Regions from separate parts of the Mus musculus genome. Here region 2 is linked to region 1. The links are chromatin contacts, called in public HiChIP or PLAC-seq maps. All regions are on one chromosome and are shown on one strand. Each heading gives the region's core, a stretch centred on a gene start, on an enhancer-like site or on the middle of the called end of the contact. The rest is flanking DNA. Distances are from core to core; before and after follow the strand shown.

Region 1 (7,741 bases), core at 2,576-5,075:
CTGAATAAACCCTTTCCTCCCCAACTGCTTCTTGGTCATGATGTTTTGTCCAGGAATAGAAACCCTGACTAAGACACCTAGCAATATACCCTAGTAGATATATCCAACCTCTTCTTTAAATTACATTGTGTGTGTTGGAGTGGTAGTATTGTCAAGGTATGTGTGTGTGTGTGTGTGTGTGAGAGAGAGAGAGAGAGAGAGAGAGAGAGAGAGAGAGAGAGAGAGAGGACAAACTGGGAGTCAGTTATCTCCTTTTCCCATGTGGGTTCTGGGGATCAAATTCACGTTTGCAGGTATGTCTCCGCGTACCTTTGCCAGTTAAGCCACCTCACCAGCCCTGTATCCAACCTTTTGACTTTGTGACATGACTTTGTCACCTATAGATTTCACACTTGAGAACCTTGCAATCAGGTTACCAAAACAAAAACAAATAGACCAAAACTCTCCTAATGTTTCAGATACGTTTGCAGTTCTGTTGGGATGCATTCATCCCTGGGTTTGTAAAGCCTACAGACCTTGGGCTGGCAGAGCTGGCAGAGTTAAGGTGAGCCCTGCGTGCATGCAGAACATGCTATATCACACACACACTACACACTGGTGATATCACTGTCCCGGCTGCAGATGTATTTGTACCCATCCCCTCTGTTCAGAGGCAGATGCAAAGTTCTATAGCTTTAAAAGGACTCAGGGCCCTGTGGTAATAGCTCAATCTATTCAATGTTTGCTGCCCAGGTGGTGAGGACCTGAGTTCAGTTCCCAGAACCGATGTAACCAAAAGCTAAGCACAACAGTGTAATTAATCCCTCTATTGAGAGAGCAGAGACAGGTGGATCCCGACGTTCACTGGCCGGCCAGCCTCCCCTAATCCATGAGCGCCAGACCAATGAAAGACCCAGTCTCAAAATAAGACGGATGGCTCCTGAGAACTAACCTCTGAGGTTGTCCTCTGGCCCCATGCACATGTGCATCAAATTGGGGGCAACACACACACACACACACACACACACACACACACACAGAGAGAGAGAGAGAGAGAGAGAGAGAGAGAGAATTTTTTAAAAAGAGCCCAGAAAAGAGGCATGGGGCTGGAGCTGGGATTTGCCCAGTGACAAATCTTAATCTGTGAGACTTCAGCCAGTTGCGGAGGAGGTGTTTAGGAAAAGCCCTTCTCTGTTGGGTGCTTCTGGAGTCGTGCCTGTCTGCCTATGACGAGAGTGCCAACCACAATGTCCTCGAACACATATTAATACAGTGACAATTGTCTCTAGAATGAAGTCACCCAGACAAGGCAGGGACTGGCAGATGGCCCTTTTTGGTCAGACATGGCAGGCAGGGCTTCCAGCCACACAGGCAGGACACTCCAGGGCTAGTCATCGGATGCTGGGGAGGCGTCCTTAGGCAACATCTCTGTGGTCAGAGGACCAGAAGTGGGAGGGCGCAGTCACTCCTCAGCCCATCCGTTTCCTAAACATTGGGGGATGTCTTCTCTGAGTCAGATTCCACCATGTTGGAGAGAATGTGACAACTGTGATCCCACACATTAGTCACTTAAGAAAAACTGTAGCCCAGGCTCAGAATGTGGTGACATTTGTGGAATTCCTGTCAGTAAGCTGCCCTGAGTCAGAGGATTTGTTTGCTGAGGAAGGCTTAGGAGTAGCTCTGGCTAACCTGGCCTACATGCCCACCCTCTGCTAAAGCTGTGTCTCCTCAGTTGCAAGCCTAATGGGGGGTGTGTGTGTCTGTCTGTCTGTCTGTCTGTCTGCCTGTGTGGGTCTCTCTCTCTCTCTCTCTCTCTCTCTCTCTCTCTCTCTCTGCTTGCACGTGTGTGCAAGTGTATGTGGAGCCAGAGATTGACTTCAGGTGCCTTCCTCAATCACACTCTGCCTTACTTACGGAGGCAGGGTCTCTCACTGAGCCCAGAGCTTACCCATTCCCACTAGGCTAGCTGGTCGACCTCCTATGGGGTTGCCTTGTAAGTGCTAGGAGTGCAGACAGCTGCCACGCCTGCCCCACTTTTGAATGGGTTCTAGAGAATGGATTTCTGATCCTTGTGCTTGCATAGTAGGCAGTTTATTTACAGACTCATCTCCCCAGTGCCTCCCCTCTTTGTGTGTGTGTATGTGTGTGTGTTTTCATGTGTGCATGTGTGTGCAAGTGCATTTGTGGATGCATGTCCATGTGTATGTATGTGGATAGCCAGAGAACAAAGTTGGGTGTCCTTTCTCAGGTTCTGTCCATCTGTTTGTCTTGTCTTAATTTGACTTTGAGACAGGGTCTTTCCCTGGCTGGTAACCTGCTGAATGAGCTGGGCTGGCCGGCCAACAAGCTCCAGAAAGCCACTGGCCTCTGTTTCCCTAGCATTGAGATTGTAAATCTGGCTTTTTAAAAAAATGATCTGGGCTCTGGGAATCCAGCTCAGAGCCTCATGGTTGCGTGGTAAGCACTTTAAACTGAGCTATTTCCCCAGTCCCACAATTCCCTCTTGCCAACCTCAGGCTGCAGATACCTGGGCCCAATGTGAATTTTCTTTGCTATATAGAACAATGCCCAGCCCATTGGAGTCCTCAATAAATATTTTCCAAATGGATAGAAGTACATGAACAGAAACGCACAAAACAAACAGTAGACCTGGCCCCTCACAGAGGTTGGAGAGCGAGAAATCACAGATTCAGTCCTTCTAGTCAACCAGGTATGTATAGGTTCAAATCCCAGCCTAGTTTTGACTGAACAAGAAACCACCTAGGGGAGCCAGTTTCTCCTCTGCTTCATGAGAGTGCATAGAAATGTAATTAATGTAATTCTTGAATTTAGGTGCCCACAACGTGCCTATGTGCACAGATGGACACACATACACACACATCAAATAAAGCAGCGTTTCTCAGCCTGTGAGTCTCAACCCCTTGGGATCACATATTAGATATACTGTATATTAGATATTTATATTATGATTCATAACATTAGCAAAATTATAGTTATGAAGTAGCAAGGAAATAATTTTATGGTTGGGGGTCACCACAACGTGAGGAACTGTGTTAAGGGTCGCAGCGTTAGGAAGGCTGAGAACCACTGTAATAAAGCAATTCCCTAGTTTCTCCCTTGGTTTGCTGTTGGTTTTGGATGGTTGCTTACTCCTTATAGAGGGGCTGCAGGCCGGTAGGGAAGAGCAATGGCTCCTGAAAATTTATTATTGGCGGTCAAACAGGAACCCTAAAAAATGAACCCTTTAGAACTAATGCTTCCTAGGAAGGCCTGCGCTGGCAGGGGGGGAAGCTGAAGTGCTTGTGCCAGAGGAGGACCTTACTCAGGAAGCGGCTTCTCACAGACTTCCCAGCACTTCTCTCAGACAGACCAGCAGATGCAGGTAACCCAGCTCTCCTTCCGTCCTTTCTGTGTATTTCTAACACGGCAACAGAAACAACAGAACCCGAGAAGTCTCTGGCTCCGACCAGACTGTAGAGAAATACGCTTTCTTTACCAGGTTCTGTTTTCTGACTTCTTTTAAAACCATGGGGAAATGAAGGCAGCAGGGTTATGGGACTACGTGTCCCCAAGCAGTCTCAAACCGCTGAGCATGTCGGACCGTTTGTTAACACAGCACCCCCGGCCTGACTAATACAGGCCTCTGTGGAATCCAAAAAGAAGTTCAAGAAAACCACACACTCTGGCAAAACCCAGAGCCTCTCAACCTTAATATCCTGAGCTGTTATTTGTTTGTCTGGGATCTCCTTGCTGCCTCTTCTAAACAGCTTGGGCACCAGTCCACCCAGGTAGACTAGTGTTGTAGGAAGGGTCACAAAAGCTCACCAAGCTGCCCTGTGGCAGAGGGGACTCACCCTGAGGCCTCCAGCCAGGCCTACATTTATGCTGATGAGTCACAGCCAGGGAGAACTTGGGGCTAAGCTTTTTTGCTTTTTTTTTTTTCCTTTTTTGAATGTGGATTTGTTTTGCAGATACTTTTGTGAGCCTGAACTTTCTTTTTGGATGCTTTTAGATGCCCTCGTTTTTGTGGCCCCTCCTCACTGACAGCTTCTCCTTGAGAGGCATCAGGAAGAAGGGCTCTTGTTGCTATTGCTAGCAAACACTATGTCAACAATCAGCTCACATGTGTGTCCCAAGCAGATGACCCGTGGCCCAGAGGGGCTCAGGCTACAGGGTGGAGAGAAGGTTATTCTGAGGTCAACTGAAACCTCTCTTGGAGATCCCTCCAGAGGTGGGAACAAGGCCACATGTCCCAGGACACCGCTAAGACTTCAGGGACCAGCACAGAGGGTCTTGGCCACTGAGACTTGAGAGAAGACAGAGGCCTTAGCACCCAGAAGAGTCTGTACACACAGGTTATGCTCAGTCATTCTCTGGGTCACACACTCCCTTCTGGCTAAAAGGCCCTGCTGCTCCAGGGCCAACTGGTGAGATCAGACATCTGTCCTAAGAAGTCTCTGGCCATTGAGTCCGTGCTTCAGAGGAGACGAGAGATTCAAGGGCTCTGGCCAAGCGGTGAAGAAACTTGGTTCTTGTTTCAGACTCACAACCAGCCTGCTAGGTAACATGGGCTGGGAAACCCTTTTCAAGTTCCTCACTATCTGGGCACTGAAGGTACCCTGCTCAGCTCTGAGGGGCTCGCACAGGGGCCTCAACCAAGCTCACGATCACGGCCAATTTCTGCAGAGTTGGCAAATGGCTGAAGTGTGAGCCCTTTAGAGGGCAGAGCCTTCATGTCACTTGTGGTCAGGGGCCTCTCTGTGCTATAGAAAGCTGGGCTCCCCAGTCTGTCTCCCCAGCTAGTTATATTAGTAATGAAGAGGCAGCCTCTTGTTTGAGAGTTCAGGTGCAAGCTGAGCTCACATGGGTAAACTTCTTAGACTCTGGATGCTGTGTTTTCTGTGGCAATGGGAGTGCCCACCAGAGGAAGTCCCCAAGGCCATTTTCCATAATACTCCTTCACCTCAATAGGTGCTAGAGGACAGGTCCTCTGAGAGCCAGCCGGCAGGGGGTAGATTAAGGTATCCCTTCTTTAATTCCAACTCACCCGTGTCACAGTCAGGGAGGCACAGAAGGTCATACTGCAAGTCTTTGCCCTTCCTTACCCGTTGGTTTCCATTCTGTCTTCTACTCCTGAGGTAACCTCTCCACTTGGTCTTGACCCACCCCCTCTCCCTTTGACATCCTCTTGGATTCAGCCCATGGGATGCTGTCTAGAGGGTTGGGGGTATCAGCCCTGGCCCAGCTCCCTCCCTTCCAGCTCTGGTTTAACTGCTGTTGTCTTCTCTAGGCCGAAGGTTCTCAACCCTTTGATACAGTTCCTCATGCTGTGCTGACCCCAAACCATAAAACCATAAAACCAAAAACTGTAATTTTGCTCCTGTTATGAATTATAATGTAAATTAGTGTGTTCTGGTGGTCTTAAGAGACCCTGGTGAAAGGGTTGTTTGACACGCCCCCCCCCCAAGAGGGGTTGCTACCCACAGTTGAAAACTGCTGGTCTGGGACTAGCAAGCGCTCCGGCTTCCCATCCCTCTCATGGGAAGCAGAGTCCCTGGGCTACCCATCTTTACAGGTCCCCTTTCCCTTGCTCACATCTCTACAGAATCGCTCCATCTGCAAGCTCAACTGTCTATTGAGACAGACGTTTTTATCACTACCTAGAGAGAGGCAGGCTATAGTAAAATCCTGTTGTGTAGCTCCACAACACACACCTCCCCTTGACCAAGGCCAGCAAACCCCATGGAGCGCCATGCTGCAGGGTCCCTGTGCATAGTCTCTCTGTAGAGTAGAGCCCTGCGGGTCCAGGTCCTGAGGATGGTCACTATAGCACCTGTGACCTCCCGCGACAGGTGTGTTGGGTTCAGTCAGTGATCTTGTTAGGTGACTCTGTAGGCCTGAACCTGCCAGAGGGGTCAGAACCTCTCATCCAGCCCTCATCCTGCCCTCTCTGTCAACTGAGGGCTCCAGGTAAAAGAGCTTAACTGGTTAAGTCCCTCCTACTGGCAGCCTTGGATGGTGGGAAGCTGGTGTTTTATGGAGAAAGGGAAGTATGGATGGAACAAGGTGTGACATGCCCACAGGAAGTGAAAATTTGCTAGCAAGCTCTCCTAAAGTCATAAATGGGGAGTTTTATAGTTGCCATCTGGTCCATTTCCCTGCATTTGGCTTATCTCCCGCATCTGGACTATCTCTCTGCATCTGGTCCACTCCCTACATCTGCCTTATCTTGCTGCATCTGGTCTATCTCCCTCTTCTGAACCAACCCAAGCAGGTAGTCACCTATACGGTGTCCAACTTTGATGCCACGTCTTCTCAAAGCCCTCCCCTGGGGATGAGGAAATGGCTCAGTGAGGAAGGGGATGGCTGTGTAAGCGTGAGGGCCAGAGTTCAGATCCCCAGCACCTATGTGCAAGCCTGGCATAGCAGCTCATAGCTGTACCCCGTTTGGGGACAGGAGGGGACAGAGACCGGAGCATATCTAGAGTTCATTGGCCAGCCAATGTAGCCAATTGGTGAGCTCTGAGTTCACTGAGCTCATGTCTCAAAACATAAGGTAAAGAGCTTGCTAGACAGCTCAGTCTAAAGTCACAAGCACTGTGGCCCAGACAAGTGACTGGAGTTCAATTCTGGGAGTCTACATTATAGGAGACCCACACTTCCCATTCTCCAAAAACCACCAGCTTTCCACCATACAAAGCTGGTAGGAGGAGGAACTCAACCAATTCAGTGATTTGTCAAGTTGTCCTCTGACAAATACATGTACAAGCATACGCACCTGTGTTACATGTATGTGGGGGATACAGAGCAACAGAGGACATTAAACATGATCTCTGGCCTATACATGTGCAAATGCACACACACACACACACACACACACACACACACACACACACACACACACAGTTGTGGTATAAAAGAGAATGGACCCCATAAGCTCATATATTCGAATATCTGGTTCCTAGTTGGTGGACTTTTTAGAAAGGATTAGGAGGTGTGGCCTTGATGGAAGACGTGTGTTAAAAGCCTACACCAGGTCCAGTGTTAGTCTCTTTGCCTCCATCCCTCTTGTGGGTCAGATATAAGCATTTAGTTACTGCTCCAGCCCTGTGCCTTCCTACCTGGTACCATGCAAGCCGCCGTATTAAATGCTTTCTTTTATAAGCTGCTTTTGTTATGGTGTCTCTTCACAACAACAAAAGAGTAAAGCACACATACACACACACACACACACACACACACACACGTCTCTGGTTCTTCCCAAGTCAGAACTTCTACCCCATCTTTGAACTCCAGCGTCTGCCAAGTTCAGTATTCTCCAGGCGGCAGGAAAGCACGCCCCTGAGACATGGCAAACAGCCTGAGCAACAGAAGGCTTTCAGAGCAACCAGTTCTGCTTCCTCACACCAATGCATGACAAGCTCCATCCGTGCAGACAGGATCTCAAGAACATTTGGTTGAGGCCCCCACCCTCACCCCCCACTCCCACCCCCACCCCCATTCTGCAGAGAGGGAAGCAGGCTGGCAGGGAGGGCATGACTTCAGCCAACTCTCCTTACTCCTAGTGCCTGCGGAGACACGGGGCTCTGGGCAGTGAGGGTGGCTGTTTCCACAGGAAGGAGGCAGGCGTGAAGCTGGCAGGCTGAATGCTCAGCATCCTCACCAGCGGTGGCATCCAAGGTTCCTTGGTCGGAAGCTTCCTGTGGGGCTTCAATGCTGGCAATTGGAAGAAGTTTGACTCATGTGCCCTCTCTTCATGTTT
Region 2 (7,741 bases), core at 1,325-3,824, 51 kb after region 1:
GACCGGATCTACTATGCTTCCTAGGTGAAGTGCAGAGCCTGCTCTCTGGAATGCTGCTGTAGGTGAGGGGCAGGGCCAGCTCTCCTGCCTGCTGTATGTGGGTGAGTGGGTGGGGTCATCTCTCCCTCACCCCTGCCACCACTCAGGAGAAGAGAGGCAGGACTAGCTCTCCTATGAGCACACCCTTGGAGCCAAATCACCCACAACTCCCACAACCAGAACCAGCTCTACTGTGCTTCCTGGGTGATGTGTAGAGCACTCTCCTGGGTACTGCAGCTTGCCAGGGGTAGGGTCGGCTCTCCTGCTCATGAGTTCTCAGGACCAGCTCTCTCATGATGTCCAGGAGAGGGATGGGACCAATTCTGCACAGCCCTCAGACATCAACATGTCCTCGGGCAGCAACCCAGACCAGGGATGTAGTTCAGTTGCAGAACCCTTGTTTAGCATGTTTGAGACCCTGGGTTCAATTTCCAGCACCACAAAGCAAACTGAAAAGACTGTTAAATAACATTCAATAATGACTGTCTAAACAATAAACCAGACACTACAAGGGTCAAACTGTTCCCAGCATGCACCCAGTGTTTCCCTTTAAGCCAAGCAGTGTCAGCCTCATCCCAAGGCAGATCCTGCTTCCTCCGGCCCACACCTGTCCTGGCCCACACCTGTCCTAGCCCACACCTGTCCTAGCCCACACCTGTCCTAGCCCACACCTGTCCTGGCCCACATCTGTCCTAGCTCACACCTGTCCTAGCCCACACCTGTCCTGGCCCACACCTGTCCTAGCTCACACCTGTCCTAGCTCACACCTGTCCTGGCCCACACCTGTCCTAGCTCACACCTGTCCTAGCTCACACCTGTCCTAGCCCACACCTGTCCTAGCCCACACCTGTCCTAGCCCACACCTGTCCTAGCCCACACCTTTCCTGGCCCACACCTGTCCTAGCTCACACCTGTCCTAGCCCACACCTGTCCTGGCCCACACCTGTCCTAGCTCATACCTGTCCTAGTTCACACCTGTTCTAGCCCACACCTGTCCTAGCCCACACCTGTCCTAGCCCTCACCTGTCCTGGCAAAAAGAAGTTGGTTCTTTTGATATTCAGGCTCTTTTAGAAGAGCAAGAAAGCCTGCCCCTTTGTCATGCCCTCCTTTTCTGAAACTTAGCCCTGAAGGTGAGAACACCTGTGCACTGCATTCCAGCCCAAGACCTGCACCTCCTCTTTCCCTTCCCTCCTTCTCCTCTGCTCTCTCTTTGCTTTTTTATCTACACTCTTCTTCCCTCCCCTCTCTCCTCCTCTTCCTCCTTCTCTTCCTCCACCTTCCTTTCTCTCTCCATCTCTGTCTCTCTCTCCCTCTCCCTCCCTCTCTCCATCTCTCCCTCCCTCCCTTCCTCTCATTCTATCTCTCTCTCCACTCCCCCAGAATAAAACCAGCTTCCCCAGCCTTTGCAAGTGGTAGAGCGTCTCAACACTCAGCTTATCCTTCAAGGATCCTCCCTAAAAGCCAACCATTCTCAGATGCCCTTCCCTCTGGGCTCCTACACACCCTTCCTATTCATCCATCTATTTGTGCATACACTGAAAAACTCTTCTGCTCCTGAAGACAAGGAGTTGAGTGTCCTTACAAACCAAGGAGATGAGAGAGACAGAGACAGAGAGACAGAGAGGCCAAACAAATATGTTAGTTGTTGTTTAGGGTGTGGTAGGTGTATGGGTGTGCACGATACAGTGAAGATAAGAGCAGAAAGAGACTAGCCTGCTGTGTCTGCACATTTGCATGGTAGCCTTGGGAAGGTTCTGAAAAAAGTAGTGGGTTCCATACTCTCGGTTTCCCTCACGCTAGCTACCTTGCTGCCTTCCTCTGCTCCTCCCTTGCTGGGAAGGCCATCCACCACACTCACAGATAGCGGCCCAAACCCCATAAAAAGCTCCAGCAATAAATGCACGTTGAAGTTAACTGTCTGTGAGTACAATGGCTGGGGAATAGAGCCTGGGTTCCAAAGAGAAGCCTCGGAACCGTCAGGTGCAGTCCCTGTTCAGGTGTGGAGGCTGGGGCGGTGGAAACTGGAGGTGTTTTGCATTGATTCCAGGGTTCCAAGAAGCACTGTGGCCTTGACATTTTAAAGCCCAGGGAACAGGGAGACAAAGGAACGTTGTGAAGGGAGGGGAAATCCATCCAACGTGTCCGAAGAAGACCTGTCACAGAGTGGCCCTGGGTCATCTTAGGTTCACCTATGGTATTTATTCAGCTCTTTCCCCCTAGAAAATGGACTCCATAACTCGCTTTTCCAGAGGAGACCCCGATTTGGTTGGGGATGGAGGAGAGTCAGGTACCAAGCTGGCAAGGTGGCTGGCTCCCAGAAGCCATTCTCTGCTATGACCCTGAGGTTAGATGGGCTGGGAGTGGGGGAGGGCGATACTGGCGAGGGCGTCGGGGCAGCAGCCTGCCACCGGCTCAGGTGGCAGAGGGGCCTAGACTGGCCTGGAGCCAGGGCCGCCGCTGTGTCCGCGCCCCTCCCCGCCGCTGGAGCCCTCCCACTTCCTCTGCGCTGCTGTCAGGGAGCTGGAGCTTGGATCAGTGCAGGCTCAGGACGCTCGCGAACCGAGGCTGTGGCTCTGGCTCTCAGCCGCGCGACCATCGCGACACCCGCCGCCGCGCAGCGGGCCATGGACTTTCCCAGGGGCCTCCTGGTGGCCTGGACCCTCAGCCTTTGGCCAGGTACGTGTTCCCCTAGCCTGTCTTTCCTTCCGGGAGCCCCTCCCTAGTCCTCCAGGACCTTAGCTCAAGTTGAGAGAAGAGAGATGCGACGCACCTCCTTCAGTAGCACTTGGGGACACAGGTCTGCCGGGAAGGGCTGCTGTTACAACAGTCCCACCAAGAAAGCAAAGGAGGGAGGTGTGCCTAGGAAACTCTTTCTAGGACTCTGATGTGTTTGGGGAAAGAAGTCGGGACTCGGGTTGCTAGAACCACTGAGCATTTCTGATGTTCCCGATGCAGCTCTGGGGATAATTCCTAAGTGTCCACTCTGCCATCCAGGCATCCTTCCATTGACGAGGGTCCAAGGCCCCAGCTGGGGAAGGAGGCAGATCGCGCCGAATGAGCGTGACCCGACTGCCCCCGCCGCTACCCAAGGCAGAGCCCCCTGAAGTGTGGAGAGCCAGATCCTGGCGGCCCTGGAGAGCCTGGAGTCCTAAGAGATCCCGGAGTCCTAAGAGAACAGAATCCCTCCAGTTTGGCTGCTAGGCGTTAGTAAACTCTCTTCAGCCCCACCAGAAACAGAGGGCACAATCCCTCAGCCCGGGACCGGTGGAACAGATACTTAACACTAGTGTAGGAACAGAGCAGCGTCCCCAGCTCGCGCTTGGAATTATGCAATTATTCAATAATTCGGGGGAAGCCGCCGTCACTGTAACGCGCTGCTGCTTAATGTATTCCAGGTGTGGGGGCGTAGCGGGAACCTCGGTACCCGTCACTGAAGGAAAGAGAGACAAGTCTTTGGGTTCTCAGCCTGGGGTACCCTAGTTCAGGCCTCCACACTGCGGGTGCCCAGCCCAGCTTCAGCCAACCGCATTGTGCTGCGCGCGGCTAGGGAAAGTTTTCCTGGCCCCTTCACAGCGTGGCAGAATGCTTCAGCCAGAGCCAGAGCTAGATAGAGCCTAAGGAACAAACTGGTTGGTACTGGCTGCCAACCTTGCCGCTCTTTCTGAGTGTCTCTGGCACTAGCTGAGACCAATAGGAGAGGACAGAGGCAGTGACAGCTGGACAGGTGCCCTTGGGTAGTACAAGTGAAGATTCACCCCTACCCAGTCCGGTGGCTCTCTCCAAGCTTTGGTCAGTTGTCCCCATTTGGGGACACACATATATCCTTCTGTCCTTTGCTGCTTCTGGGATCCCCTGCAAATGAAAGGCCTCTTGAAACTGGCTGGGTTTCGTTCTGATCCCAGAGACTCAGTTGGAAAGCAAACTTTATTGCACGAAGTTCGAGTTGGGGGAGGGGCGGGGAAAGGGTTACTGCCAGACCAGAGGCTTTTAGAAAGCTCCAGGGAGAGAAACCCATGGGAGGTACACTCAGGGAAGGAACTGCCTGCAGTCACTGGAAATCCATCCACAGGAAGGAGATAAAAACTCCTGAGTGACTCTAGACAGGTGTCCCCAGAGAAGGACAGTCCAAGCATCCCAAAGCTAAGTGCAAGAGTTTGGAAAGTAGTTCTGCACAGACCTTGTGAGCTCTCTAAAAGCTTTTCTCATGGGGGACAATGGAGGCAGAATCCTGAGTTGTGGAAGCTGAGTTGTGGAAGTTGAGGCTTGGCGCACAGTGGGACTCCAGCAGTGGTTGCTAATGTTCGTGCAACTGAAGTGGGTGGAGCTCTGAGGGATGGAGTGTTGAAGGACCTCTCAAGAAAGGATTTGTGACTCATTGCCTCCCTTACATGGAGAAAGCCACTTCTGCATTATTGCTGATCAGTTCGGGTTTTTGGAATATGGGACTCATTATATATATCCATCAATGCTAGACGGGCATCTGCTTACAAGAAGAAGGTAGGGCTCATGTGCCCCTGCCACCTGGGCCCTGAATGGCTCAGGTAGGGCAAGAACTGAGAGAATTAAGCAGAGGTATGAGGGAATGAATGGAGAAGAGGAAGTAAGGCCTCTGTGTGTGTGTGTGTGTGTGTCCAGAGACAAGTAAGGAAGGCTTCCTGGAAGAGGAACTGGATCACCCCCCCCCAACCCCCAAAGCATAGTGTATGGAACTTAAAATGACATTATTCGTATTTCTAGGGACTAAAGAATGAAGGGATGACAATTTGTGTATGGCTGCTCAAGTGTGTATGTGTGTGTCTGAGTGTGTGGGTGCTTGTGTAAATTTGTATGTATGTGTGTTTAGGTGTAGGGGGTGTTTGGCTGTGTGTGCTTGTGTAAGTGTATGTGTTTGTTTAGATGTCTGTGTGTGTGTTTGTATTTGTGTGTGTGTGTGTGTGTGTGTGTGTGTGTGTGTGTGTGTGTGTAAATGAGTGTGGAGGCCTTAGAAAGGCTTCAGGTATTGTCTCTGGCACCATCCAGTACTATCAACCATTCTGAGAGTGTCCCTCACTACCTGAGACTGTCCCTAACTGACCTTGGACTTGCCAAGTAGAAAGGGGCAGCTGGTCAATGACCCTGAGAGACCATCCTGTCTCCACCACCTCAGCACTGAGGTTACAAACACACCACAATGCCACAACAGCCATTTTCCTTTTAATAGCATAAAGGTGCCTGACTAGTCTGGATTCTGAGTACTAGAAGGGTTTGAGGGATCCGTGGGTCATTTCCCTGGCCCAAGGACAGAATTCACTTTGGTCCCTTACCTGTGAATCATATGGGTCCTTTGGGAGGCTTCAGGAAGACACAAGGCAAGATCAGGCACTGTGGCAACGAAGGCCCCAGAGTCCCTCTGTGTGGAATTGGCCTGGACTCTGCAGTTAGGCCTTACTGCCCCTGACAAATAATGTCCTCAATTTCCTCTTCTACAAGGTAGGGGTAGTAACAGAATTTGTAAAGTTATTGCAAAGACCAAATAGGCCGTTTTCCCAGTGCTTAGCAAGTGGCACCACGTTGTCTTCCTCTCTGGAAGCCACCTCTTAGGTCATGAGGAAGGATCTGAGGTGTTCAGAGGCTTTTCTCTTGAGCTCAGGTTGACAGGAGATGGCTAAGGAGGTATACTGGAGGCTCAGGGGCATAAGTGCCAGGACCCTAAAAACCAAGACTCTCCCACTGCTACCAGCCTGGCCCTAGGTCTTGGTCCCAGACCAGACTAAAGGACTTAATATTTTGGCTCTGAGCTTTCCCTAACGTCTGTTTGATCTTGGTGCAGGCGGTTCTTTGGTATTCGGGAGGGGAAAGACCAGCTCACTTCTGTGTGTCCTTGTGGGTGTAGCTCCCCCTTCAACAGGAACCTAGCTCATGGCTGTTGGAGACTGAAAAGGCTCGACATGCGCCCCCCCCCCCAACTTGGAAGGGCAGAGGCTGAGATGCAGTTGATCACTTTGCCTCCCCCACCCAACCCATCATAAAGTAGGATGACTAGCTACCACACCTGTGCCCCCATCTCTCAGAGAGGGGATGCAAACACCACCCTTCTCATGGTTCCCAGCCACACAGGACTGTGGGCCCTCTGGGAGCTCACTCTGCTCTTCCCTCTTACTTGCCATCTCTGAGTCTTATAATCCCTCCTTCTGCAACAGTAGGGAGCCCCACTTCATCCTCCCCAGTGTCCTGCCCCTGTTGCTTGGACCAAAACCGTGTTCTGGGACAACTAGCTTGCCTCTTGCTGTGTGGATGGGGAGTTCATTTGGACAATCTGAGGAATGCTCCTTCCTCCCCAAAATGCTCAACTTGCGGTATTACCGTCTCTCCACACGCGTCAGGTTCTTCTTTTTGGAGTCAAAGTTGATTACTGCAGTGTAGCTTAATTTAAAGAGAAGGGATTGTCATGATCAAAAATCACATCTGAGGGCTGGGAGGAAGCTCAGCCGGTAAAATGCTTGCCATGCAAGTCTGAGGATCCTACTTCCATCCCTCAGAACCCATGTTAAAAAAGCCAGGAGCGCTAGTGCACGCCTGTCATCTCATTCCCAGGGAGGCAGAGACAGAGGATCCCCGGGGCAAGCTGCAGCAGTGAGCTCCAGGGTCATCAAGAGACTTAGCCTCAACGAATAAGGTAAATCGTGACTGAATGGCGTCTGACCTTGACCTCTGGCCTTACATACACCTGCACAGGCCCGCGTACCTGCACCCATACACATGAACATGTACACACGACACACAAATCACACCTCAAACCTGACATCTCTCCTTAATATTCAGCAGTTTGTTAGCAGTGAGGAAAGAAAGCAGAGACTGGAGTCGTCTATAAACTAAACTTCCGCAGAGAGCTTTCATGTGGCGCCCTTAAGACCTAAGTTATAATACGTGTGAAATCTTTCCTGGAGGGAATAGTCCACACGGCCCAGCCCCTTCCGGCTGCCTCTCACCTCTTTCTCTGGCACATTAACTGTTTACCCTTTACTAAGCAGTGGTAGTACACAGGTTGGGGAGCCAGCCTGCCCGGATGCAGATCCCTTCTAGGTGGGTGAGCCTGGGCAGCTCCCCTCCCAAGGGCCCATTTCATGAACCATAAAATGAGAATAAGCCCTTCTCAGGCTGATGATCTATCTGGTTAGTGGCTCATATGTGATCCATCCACATTCACTGTAATAAATGGTCCTTGGCAGCCCGTAAGCCACTGTCCATGGGAGCTGGTACTATTGTTCTAATAGCCTCATCATTTCTTTTCTTTTAGTATGTGTGTGGGAGTGAGTATGGGCATTCACATTCCACGTGGGGAGGGGACTGTAAACACCAGAGTAGAGTATCCGATCACTTGCATTGGAACCGACTTAGAAGTGCTTATGAGCTGCCTGGGCTTGGGTAATGGGAACCAAACTCAGGTCCTCTGAAAGCACAGAGAGTGCTCCTAACTGCTGAGCCATCTCCACAGCCCTTCATCAGTTCTTACTTGGTTTGTGACAGGCACTGTGGCAGGCTCTTTCTCACCTCTCATGGAGGCACAGGTTCCAAGAGAAAAGTCAAATAGCTAGTCCAAGGCCATTGCCATAGAGTCAAAGGCAATGCCTGCCTCCCTGGCTCTTTTTTGCCTCCTCTGGTATGGGGATAGTATTGAACTTAGGACCTCACGCATCCGAAGCAAGCACTGAGCTGGATCCC

What was found. HiChIP or PLAC-seq counts read pairs in DNA pulled down with a chosen protein or histone mark.
Region 2: an H3K27ac HiChIP or PLAC-seq map of embryonic fibroblasts shows a contact between it and region 1, with 22 read pairs. The contact joins the promoter of Itga11 here to the enhancer-like site in region 1. A contact is called at or near these places in 1 of 39 promoter capture datasets (cancer-associated fibroblasts), 14 of 484 Hi-C or Micro-C datasets (adipose-derived mesenchymal stem cells, cerebral cortex, embryonic fibroblasts and 6 more), 4 of 115 datasets of contacts at active chromatin or transcription factors (embryonic fibroblasts, embryonic stem cells, heart atrium and 1 more) and 3 of 9 other capture datasets (adipose tissue, embryonic stem cells and liver).

The regions. Positions count from the first base shown.
Region 1 is chr9:62,623,441-62,631,181 of GRCm38.p6, forward strand. No RefSeq gene overlaps it. Among named protein-coding and RNA genes, the nearest start is that of Gm39353, 22 kb to the right of the region's middle. Within about 2 kb of position 3,826, at least 62 of the 459 cell types and tissues checked have an H3K27ac peak or open chromatin away from gene starts, as enhancers often do. A contact at or near this core is called in adipose tissue, cancer-associated fibroblasts, embryonic fibroblasts and 4 more, where this site is marked.
Region 2 is chr9:62,675,281-62,683,021 of GRCm38.p6, forward strand. Itga11 (integrin alpha 11) reads left to right here and starts at 2,575. Exons shown (of 30, transcript NM_176922.5): 1 at 2,575-2,716. The coding sequence starts at 2,665.